2 separate regions of the Mus musculus genome follow, and region 1 is linked to region 2. A link is a contact called in public HiChIP or PLAC-seq data. All regions are on one chromosome and are shown on one strand. Each heading gives the region's core, a stretch centred on a gene start, on an enhancer-like site or on the middle of the called end of the contact. The rest is flanking DNA. Distances are from core to core; before and after follow the strand shown. Region 1 has its middle 120 kb from the start of Gm29835. Region 2 overlaps Gm36723 (a long non-coding RNA gene).

Evidence for each region. HiChIP or PLAC-seq counts read pairs in DNA pulled down with a chosen protein or histone mark.
Region 1: a BATF HiChIP or PLAC-seq map of CD8 T cells shows a contact between it and region 2, with 6 read pairs. The contact joins two enhancer-like sites. A contact is called at or near these places in 2 of 484 Hi-C or Micro-C datasets (cerebellar granule neurons and cortical neurons) and 1 of 115 datasets of contacts at active chromatin or transcription factors (CD8 T cells).

Annotation. Positions count from the first base shown.
Region 1 is chr12:25,860,445-25,865,728 of GRCm38.p6, reverse strand. No RefSeq gene overlaps it. Among named protein-coding and RNA genes, the nearest start is that of Gm29835, 120 kb to the left of the region's middle. Within about 2 kb of position 1,413, at least 27 of the 459 cell types and tissues checked have an H3K27ac peak or open chromatin away from gene starts, as enhancers often do. A contact at or near this core is called in CD8 T cells, where this site is marked.
Region 2 is chr12:25,453,500-25,458,686 of GRCm38.p6, reverse strand. The region is part of intron 9 of Gm36723 (a long non-coding RNA gene); the gene reads right to left. Among named protein-coding and RNA genes, the nearest start is that of Gm36886, 19 kb to the left of the region's middle. Within about 2 kb of position 2,881, at least 12 of the 459 cell types and tissues checked have an H3K27ac peak or open chromatin away from gene starts, as enhancers often do. A contact at or near this core is called in CD8 T cells, where this site is marked.

The DNA.
Region 1 (5,284 bases), core at 164-2,663, 410 kb before region 2:
TGTTCAGCTTCATTAACTCCATGAGAAAGCCTCTATGTGTATCCCCCACCTGGTGTGGGTCAAGTCAATAGAAGGCTGCCCAGCCTTTTGAACAAAGATATGCTCCCGTGTGCACTCTTGGGATTCTCCCATGCATCTGTTAGAAAGGATGGGGAGTATAAGTCTGCCAAAAACCTCACCATCTACAGTACCAACCTGAGTTACTCAGAAAAAAATTTAAAGTGGATAGTGTTTGTAAGCTCACCCCCACCTGGAGTCCCCCGGGGGCACTGAGTTGGAGAAGTGGGGCTGAGCTGTAAGAGCAAGACTGAGAATCATGGCAGCCCCTCTGACTGCATACCACACAGCGACTCCCCAGGATGCAAAGGCAGCAACCAAACAGCACAAATTGGAAAGAGGAAAAAAAGTGTGAAATCTGCTCTGGGCCATCAGAGGAGGCTGATGTAATCCGGGTTGACTCCAGGGACAGTAATGGTGCCAGCTATGGAGGCCACATGGCTTCTAATGAGGCCAGGCCCAGTTGCAGCTCAGAAGAGTGGGTGAGCAAGCCAAATCTCACCCAAGGACAGAAGCAGCCCTGACAGCTGGTGAGTGAATTAACTTCAGGCAAACCAAGTGGACCCAGGTGGTGGGACATTTCGAATCTTTCCCTTCTGGTGGAAACAGAACAAAACATTGCATGGAACACAGCCACCATGGCCTTTTTTAAAATTTTTCCTTTGATTTCTTCTGACAGATTTCTTGGAGGAGGGGGCAAATAAGAGGGAATAGCTCTAAGACCCACCCGGACAGACATCAGTGACATGGCAGTGCTAAAGGTTGCTTAGAAAGGGCTATTTGAGAGATGGAGCATCCCTACTGAGTGAGATCAAGGCAGTGTCCAACATGGTTGAAGGACACCTTGTCAGATGACTTAACTCTTGAGGAGAAGGACCGCCATGGATGGTAATCAGTGCTCCTAAATTGCTGACCCCAGGCATTTGCACAGACGACTTTTTTCCCCTCCATTTTCATAACTAAATGGCTGTCTTCCCTCCCTGAGCTTCTCACCCTAGAAGTGCCCTGCAGGGGCTGCCATTCTTAAGTTGGGTAGACACCTACTTCCTACAGAATTCAGCCAATAGGCTGAGCCTGGTAGTTTGAAAGCCATCCTGCCACCTGGTGGTTGTATCCCTAAATTGCAAGGGCAGGTCTCTAAAGACGTGAATTTATAAAATAAAAAACATTAAACCATTTTGACAAATGTCAGAGAGACATGAGCATTTCAAAAGGATGGGCAAAATAAAAAATAAGCATATGTTGTGAAAGAAAATAGCCTCACTGATGAGAAAGAGACCAAATCAAACGTGAGTGGGCAGACAGGAAACACAGAAAGCGAACACAGCACTGGGTGTGGGCAAGAGACACCCAGCCCCCCTGATTCTGGTTATTCCAGGAAGATCTGTCACATTGCCGAGGCTGAGGTTAGCATGGTTCCTACACAGCCTGAGGAGGCAAAAGGTTATGACAGCATTTTGGGCCTCTGCATGATAGATAGTACAGAGACCTCTTTATTAGAATGTCAGTACGCCTAGTTTCCTTTTATTTCTTTATCTCACATTTATTTGTTTATCTTTTTTTTCTGTCACCAGTTGTGCCCTGTGTTTAGATCACAGACTGCACATGCAAGTCAAAGTCACCAGGGAGAGGCAAAAGAAAACTAAGTGAGAAAATGCCCAGAGAATCCAGAGCAGCAACAGAGCAAGCCTAAGCTTCGATGAGAACAGGGATAGCCCAGCTCACTTCCAGGGCAGGTCTCACAGGAAGCAGCATCTTACCAACAGTGTCTTGATGGCGGCAAGGGGAGGGGAGGAATAACAGGATGGAACAGGAACATGGTGAGAAAGTGGGATGAGACATCGATTGTTAAAGCAGAGAGAATATAAAATAAAGGGAGTTAGAGCAGGGCAAACAGCAAAATAGAGTGGTGTACGCTTTTAGTGCCTGCATTTGTCAGGCAGAGGCAGGAGAAACTCTGAGTTTGACGAAAGCTTGGTGTCCATCACAAGTTTCAGAATGGGAAGAGTAAGCACTTAAAACTCCAGACTCCGGAAGGGGAGGCAAGTAGGCTGACCACTGGAGGTCACTGGTCGGCCATCCTAGTCTACTTGGCAGGCTGTGAGAGACCCTGTCCCAAAACAGTCAGGGGTCAGGAATTAGAGGACACTTGATAAAGGACACAACTCACTCACATGAAAACACATGCACACGTACACACATGAGAAGGGGTCCATCCTTGAAAATGCCAGAAAGAAAATATTTCACGTAGAGAGGGGGCTGAGGCCTGCAAAGGCTCACAGTAACCAAAGGACACAGGGACTTTGAAGTTCACCCTGACAAATCTGGAATCTCACTGGAGAATTTTAAACAAGAGAGCATCAGCTACCTGGAACACACAGATAACGACTGTAAAGATCACTCCTGGGGCCCTGAGAATTTCAGAGGCTCTGACTGTAAAACCCAGAGAGGCCTTCTGAAAAGCCACTGTGGCTCTTCAGGAGGAAGGCATCTCCAGAGCTCTTCAATGCCAGGCATCTACCATTGGTTTGGGGCATTTAGCTAACATATGCAGGTCATGTGAGGGGTTCCCATGGTACACACAAATGCTGGTGAAAACCTGAAGTTGACTTTCTGACTTCCTGGTGACCATTTTAGCACCATCACAATGAAAAGACACAATGCAATCCATTTGGGGATAATCACTATAGAGTGTTTTAATCCCCTAGGCATGAGGTCTGTGGTTGCCCATCACAGATTTCAACTCCTATTTTTTTCTCTTATCTCTGTTCTCCCTCCCACTTCTCAGCTTCAAGATGCCTGTCTCCTCTTTTGCTCTGTTTAGAGACAGTCTTTAGAGTAAGACCTAAGGAGGCTTGATCTGGTATTATACAGACTCTTCCAAGGGAGTCAGCTAAACAGGGAACCTGTAAACCATGCATGAGCACTGTGGCAAAGATGGCCTCACTTCTGACTCGGATCTCCAGGTTGGTCTGAGAACATATCATTTTACTTGGCTGGTTTCCAGAAAATTATTTACCTATGCTTATTTATGTGTCAGCCCATGAAGCTGGCAAACCACAAAGAAAGCCTCTTTTCCCCCACATACTAGCCAGCATTTCTGGTGTGAACCTCAGAAGAAGTGGGCAGTCTCTTCTTAAAGAACTTGAAGACCTTGACATTTTTCCAGCATAGGAATTTGAGGTCTGCCATTGACGAGAGAAAAAAAAAAAAAAGCGCTTCCAACTAGTGGTAAGAGTAAAAGTGTGTATGCCCCTCCTTAGAATTGGGAACAAAACACCCATGGAAGGAGTTACAGAGACAAAGTTTGGAGCTGAGATGAAAGGATGGACCATGTAGAGACTGCCATATCCAGGGATCCACCCCATAATCAGCATCCAAACGCTGACACCATTGCAAACACTAGCAAGATTTTATTGAAAGGACCCAGATGTAGCTGTCTCTTGTGAGACTATGCCGGGGCCTAGCAAACACAGAAGTGGATGCTCACAGTCAGCTAATGGATGGATCACAGGGCTCCCAATGGAGGAGCTAGAGAAAGTACCCAAGGAGCTAAAGGGATCTGCAACCCTATAGGTGGAACAACATTATGAACTAACCAGTACCCCGGAGCTCTTGACTCTAGCTGCATATGTATCAAAAGATGGCCTAGTCGGCCATCACTGGAAAGAGTGACCCATTGGACATGCAAACTTTATATGCCCCAGTACAGGGGAACGCCAGGGCCAAAAAGGGGGAGTGGGTGGGTAGGGGAGTGGGGGTGGGTGGGTATGGGGGGACTTTTGGTATAGCATTGGAAATGTAAATGAGCTAAATACCTAATAAAAATGGGAAAAAAGGAGTAAAAGTGTGGAGGGGGCAAAGATGGGGCCCTCTGGCTTGGCCCATTGTTCTCATCATCAGGATTGTCTGACCTTTACTGAAAGCTCTACAACACTTGTGTAGCATTGACAGTACAGGTCATAGATGGTGTGTGATACCCTGTACAGAGTTCCTCTCCTCATCTTTCCACCTTTGTCTCCTCTCACTATGCTACCCACTACTCTCCATAGTTTCATTGCTTCTGAAAAAATAAGATAAATGATAGACAGACAGATAGACAAACAGATAGATAGATGATAGATGGATAGATAGATGATGGATAGATAGAGGATTGAGCACATGTAGTATACTAATGTATATCAGACACTGCTTTTTCTGAGTCCTCCAAAAAGCCTTTCTCCTATATTGGAACCATGAACTAAGGATCCTTTACAACTACGGAAATTATCCCTTTGAAGAGTATTACAGAAAGAGCAAGGACCACGTGGAAAGCCATGTTTGGAATTGCAGAAAGCAAGCTTCAACTCTGACCCAAATCCTTGCCAATGCTGTTCAGTTGAACCAGTTAGAAGTGTCACTGAACCTTTATTTCAACATTTGCAAAGAAAAATATCAAGTGGCCCAGAGGATCTATGCATGAATGATTGGATGAATCACAGCCAACTATTACCTGAGTCAGATTCGGGACTTTATGTAGAAAATGGAAAGTTCCCTTACCAAACTGGATCAGCTCTCAAACCCAGTCCCACTCTACATTGTTTTTCTGGTTTTTAATTCTTGAGCTTAGTTGCTCTGAACAAAATCTCCCTCATTGCTGGCCCCTCTGCCGTGTGTGTGTGTGTGTGTGTGTTTCCCCCTCTCCCCTTCTTTCACTGTTTTCTATTCATTCCTTTCATCTTTCTTTCCTTGCTTCTTTTTATTTATTTTTCTTCTTCTATTATACCAAATAAGTCCTGATAAAGATGAGGATCATGTCAAGGTGAATCTTCAGTAAACAAAACCACTTTAATAAATATCAAGGCATCTCAACAATGACAGATCAACATAGATGACAGAAATTTGGTAGGAAGACATTTAGTTTCCAAAACATGTTTCAGGGAACCAAATATCAGATTAGCTGCAGATGTCCCTGTCCATGGCCATGTGTGTTCCTAGAGACAGTTAGCCCATACTCAGTTGTCCTTGTCTGGGCAGTTTTGATTAAGGAACCCTCCCTGTCACCTCTGATGGGTCTTGAAGATAACTGAGCACTTCTTGATTCCCTATATATTTGTGTGTGTTTCAGGTGTGATAGCCAAGTGTAGCCTGCCCTGCTGTCCTCAGTACATCTCCTGCCTGAAGCTTAGACTTAGAAGCAAGAACATGTCATTTCTTGTTCCCAGGCCAGGACTCCATCATGTCCATT
Region 2 (5,187 bases), core at 1,632-4,131:
AAGACTTCCTAGTGGTTTTTGCACCACAGAACACAAATAAAAACATTTTCCCAAAAATTCTTACCTCCAAGAAGATGCCCAGAAAATTCAGAGGGTTACTGTGATCTGAAAACCTTATAGATTCTAACTTCTGAAACAGACCAGTGTACCTGATAGCGAAGTCATTTGAAAATGAAAAATGGAAAAGCAGTAGTTAAGAAGAATGACTCTATTCCCTTACGGCAACACAAAGTTTGAGTCTACACTCTGGGCTATATCTGTAGCTCATCTAAGTTAATTCCCTAGGAATCTCTCCCATGACCTTGAACTCCTGGCCTAGTATTTCCTTGGGAAGAGAGGAATTTGTAAGAATGGGTCCACAGTGCTGAGCTATTTGGTAGAATCACCACAGAGGCTTCTGGGTCTGGATTTGAGAGATTCTGCAGCCACCCCTCTACGGCCATCCTCCTGTGGCCATCCTCTTGCAGCCATTCTGGCAAAAGTTTTTACTCCTACCTTCTACAGATGCCCTCCCTGTCTTCAGCCCTAAGACTTGAAACCCTGCCCCCTGCCCAAGGAATTAGAATTCCCCAGGATCATCACACTGGGAGAGGGAGCAGGCTGGTGCCAGTCAGAGGGAGAACATGCCTCCCAGGAAGAGCGCACATAGTTCTGAGCACTTCCAGGCCACTTTGCCGAGGACTGGAGCAGAGAGAGTGCATGTGACCACGCTTACTCAGGACTGTTCCTCACTTAAACCTAACCCTCCTCTCAGGACTCTAAAATAGACTTCAAGGTCCTTGAAATCCTTCCTTGTTCTTCTTCCTGATGTGGCCACAGTGAACATGTCTCCTTTCTCTGACTTTCACAATTTCGTATTTCTTTAACTGGTATACTGAGGGCAGGTGGCCCAGCCTAGCTTCTTAGGGCTGCCGGGGCCCAGGCTTGGGTCTTAACAGTCACCTATCCCAAGATGTTGGGAGCTGGAGGCTCAAACAATGAGACCTACAGTGCCATAGACAGCAGACCACAGCAGAAACAAAAACAAGACACAGGCGGAAGGAAGCTCTGAATGCACAGGTCATTGAAAAATCTCGTGGCACACCATGCTATATTGGCAACTTAAGATCCACCATCCTTACTAGTGTTAATGAGAAACTTGAATCCCATCGAATCACACTTTCCCCCTGAGAGCCCATTCTACTCCCTGAATGACTCCATCAGAGAAACTGAGTCCCGCAGCACGTCACAGTGTGTGTCAAGCTCAATGGCCTAGGACACAAACTTTTTTGGAGATATGATCACCAGGCCACTTGCCCTAAGATCGTTCTCAGACAGATTGCATGTGAGCCTCTGAATCCATCTCTCTGCTGGGATAAGGGAAAGCCTCCTCGGCCAGTTGCAGCTCACACACTCACCATGTCAGCAACAGCTGGCCTTAGCCACCAATGAACTGGTATTCCCTTCACAACACATACCCATGAATAGTCATGGTTTTCAACTACTTCCTGGCAGTGGAAGTAGTGATTGTTTAGTAGGAAGAAGATGCTATGGAAAACCTCATGGTTTTTCTCTAGACATTCTCATGGCTTGGTTACCTAGTCATCTTTCTCCTGGTAGTCAACTCTAGCTCCTGCAAATACTTCATAGGGAACTGTTTTAGCTGTTGTTGTTTTTTTCTTTACCTATGAGTTAACAGGTAAACTAGTAGGTATGCTAATTAATAACTGTAACCTAACTATTTTCACCAAAACCAGAAGCTTAGTTGTGTTCCAAAGCGCATACATCTGTTGGTCAGAAGTCAGTATTGATAGGCAAGCTCCAGCCTGTTAGGGTTCTCTTCCGTCCAGGCCACGTGAGTTCCCCGGCATCCATTCCTAGCATGGTCTCCCACCCAATGGCGAGAGAGGACTTCTTCTCTCTTCCAGCCAGTCTATGAAGTGTCACAGGAAAACATATGAGCTCAGGGATATGAAATGTTCCTGGAAGCTCTCAACTGGCCCACAAATGCACTGTGTCATTAGTAAAGCAGGAAGCTACCCTGATCCCTCTACACCTTGGCTTGGGCCCATATTCTCCATATACCTCACTCAGGGAACTCTTCTCCACCATCAGAGACCTGAGCTATTGAGCTATTGGTGGAAAAGTACTTGGTTGTATTTGTCATTTCCATTTTACATCTCAAAAGCCTTGTATGAAACCAGCAATTTCACAGGTCATTTTAATGTCACAAACATTTCCATCTAGATGTGTGTGTGTGTGTGTGAGAGAGAGAGAGAGAGAGAGAGAGAGAGAGAGAGAGAGAGAGAGAACATGCAAGTCTCTGAACTGAGAGCTAAAGGCAATGCTGTTGCTTTAAGTTTGATTGGAAATGGCTCTTATGAACCCATGTATTAAAGACCTGATCACCAGTCTCGGTCACTAATGAGAGATGGTAGGTAGAACCTTTTAGGAGGTTCCTGGTGGAAGGAAGCTAGGTCATCTGTGCAGGGTATTAGTGATGGATATTGGGACCCCACTTCTAATCTGATGAACTGCCTCAGCAGCCCAGCTATGATGTGCAATGCTACCAAAGGCCCAAACCAACAAGGCCAGGCAACTGAACTCTTAGAAACCATAAGCCCCAAAATAAACCCTTTGTTTATTAAATTGATTTTCTCAGGTATTTTGTGAGAGTGATGGAAAGTTGGCTAACACAGCTGCTGGAGGGCTTGAGGTTAAAACAGAGACCCCACCCCCCCAGCTCATCAGGTGTGTGGTCTCATTGACTGTATGCTTCTTGCTATAGAGACTTTATCAAGACATACGTTGCTTTACAACACAGAGATAAAAGCTGATTAATGCTGTGCCTGCTCATTTTCTTTCCTCTTACTTAGCATTCATTATGTAGGTGTTTCTAGATGAGGGAGATACTTCAGTGGTCATGCTCTGTCTTTATCTTTTGGGTCAGCATTTCCTGTATGCTAGTTCCTGCCTAAACCACATCACTTTCTATTTCACTTTGCCAACATTCCTTTAATTGTTATTTTTGTTTTGTTTTGATTCTTCTTCACTAAGGTAGAACTGCTTTCCTGAAGGTGTCTCTGGAAGCGTGTCACTTCCACTGGGATGGTATCTTTTATTTTAAAGAATCCACGGTTAGCTATTTTGAGATCTAATTGTGTGGCATTGAATATGTGCAGTGCTGGTTTGTTTTCAAGGAGAGCATCCTTAGACTCGGAGGCTGGGCTAAGACACACCTGCATGGAAGCAAGAAGTGCCAGGCAAAAGTAAAGGAGCGGGAGAAGGGACTGGGAAGGAACCCAGTGAGAAGTAAGAAAGCAGGTCTACCTTCCGGTGGGGACAGCGCATGAAGTCTTATCTGAGCTTTAGTTTTTGTTTTTGTTTTGCTTTGTTTTGTTTTGTTGTTTTGGTGGTGGTTGTTGTTGTTGTTGTTGTTGTTGTTGTTGTTGTTGTTGTTTTTCAAGACAGGGTTTCTCTTTATAGCCCTGGCTGTCCTGGAACTCATTTTGTAGACCAGGCTGGCCTCGAACTCAGAAATCCGCCTGCCTGTGCCTCCCAAGTACTGGGATTAAAGGTGTGCGCCACCATGCCCAGCTTGGGCTTTAGTCTTTTACACAGCAAAGGAGATGTGTGTTTCAATAGATGGCTTAGAAGACAGCAATTAGGTAAAGAACAGAAAATGAGTTCCTGAGAGGTCTACTACATGGAGATCAGATTCTGACAAAAGCATTGCATTCGTTGGTAGGAAATGACTTCGCCACCCACAAAGACCAACATAGAAAATAACTAATGTGCTTTCAGACTCTTGGACCACCCTCTTTTTGCCCCCAAATGACACTGAAGACGTGAAACCTTGTGTATCATGCTCTTATCAGAAACAAATAGGAGGTCTCCTACTGGAAGAACCTTGTCTTAAATAACTGCTTCCACAAGAAAGCCTCTATCAGGGTAGGTTTTTAAGTCTCTCTCAGAAAACCATGCCAGAGGGACAATGATTTTTTTTAAGATGACAACAACAACAACAACAAAAAGAGACAGTTTGGTTTCAAAAGAATATAATGATACAAGAACTTGGGTTTTTCTGCTGAATTCAAGTGACAGGATTTAAAATTACATGAAAGAATTTCAGCCATCATAAAAAATAAATATGTGCACATCCCAAATGTCCCCTTAGAGAGGAGCTCCTTCCTCAAAGGTCGGAAGTGAGTCGATCAGGACACTCGTTAGGATTGTCCCTTCCGGGACAGTAGAGCCACAAGCAATTTCTTTCTTGGATTCGCCCCACTCTCCATATTTTTAACATGTTTATTGTAGTTTAAAAATACTTCTGTTTCTTACCCCCCTCCCAAATAATCAAATAAGGAACAATAATAATAGCAACACAAAGATAATGTCTGTCTGCACATTGTCTAAGGATGTTTCAGTGGCAGCATCTATCTTTGCTCTGTCCGCACAACTAAAATCTTTGATGTCTTTAAACCTGTGACCATCCCCTAGACCAATAGCATAAGAGCACACCCCCATTGACTAGGAACGTTCCATCAGAGCCACACAACAGAATAGGTAATTCTGGCTAAATGCCCAGCAGAGCCACATAGATTACTAGTGCCTTGTTCCAGGCTCTGACAAGAGCCACATGCCCCCTGCTTGAGAACTCCTCAGCCACTTTCAGCAGCTTATATTCTCTGGATAATGTTCTGACATAGGTACGTTCTCATGGTCACACAGCCCAGTGAGTCCCATTCATGTATGAGTGGCAAGGAAAGAATATTAACCCAATCCATCCCAGGCCCCAGGACTATGCAAGACTTTCCAAATTATCCTCTTGAAATCTCTACAGTAAAAGTAGCAAGTGGTTCCCTGCAACATCAACATCACTCCACTGATGTTCCATGCCACAGGAAAGCTTTAGACTCTGTTTAAAGCAGGAGCCTCTCCAGGTCAGGGTGTAGAGCAGAGAAAGTGTTTATCCAACTAGGAGACGTATGCGGAGTTGTTTTGTTCTCAGAACAGCTGAGTCTTTCAAAGTTCTAGGGAGCTGTTAGGGAAGGTTTCTCCACCCTCAACCACCCACCACCCACTCACCCACCCCTGCCCTGACCCCACTTCAGCTTTAATGACAGACAGGGGAAGAAAGAAGGGAAAGTGACAATGAGGTCCTTTGTCAAAGGAGAGAATGGCCACAATAATGTCCCTTGCAAGCCT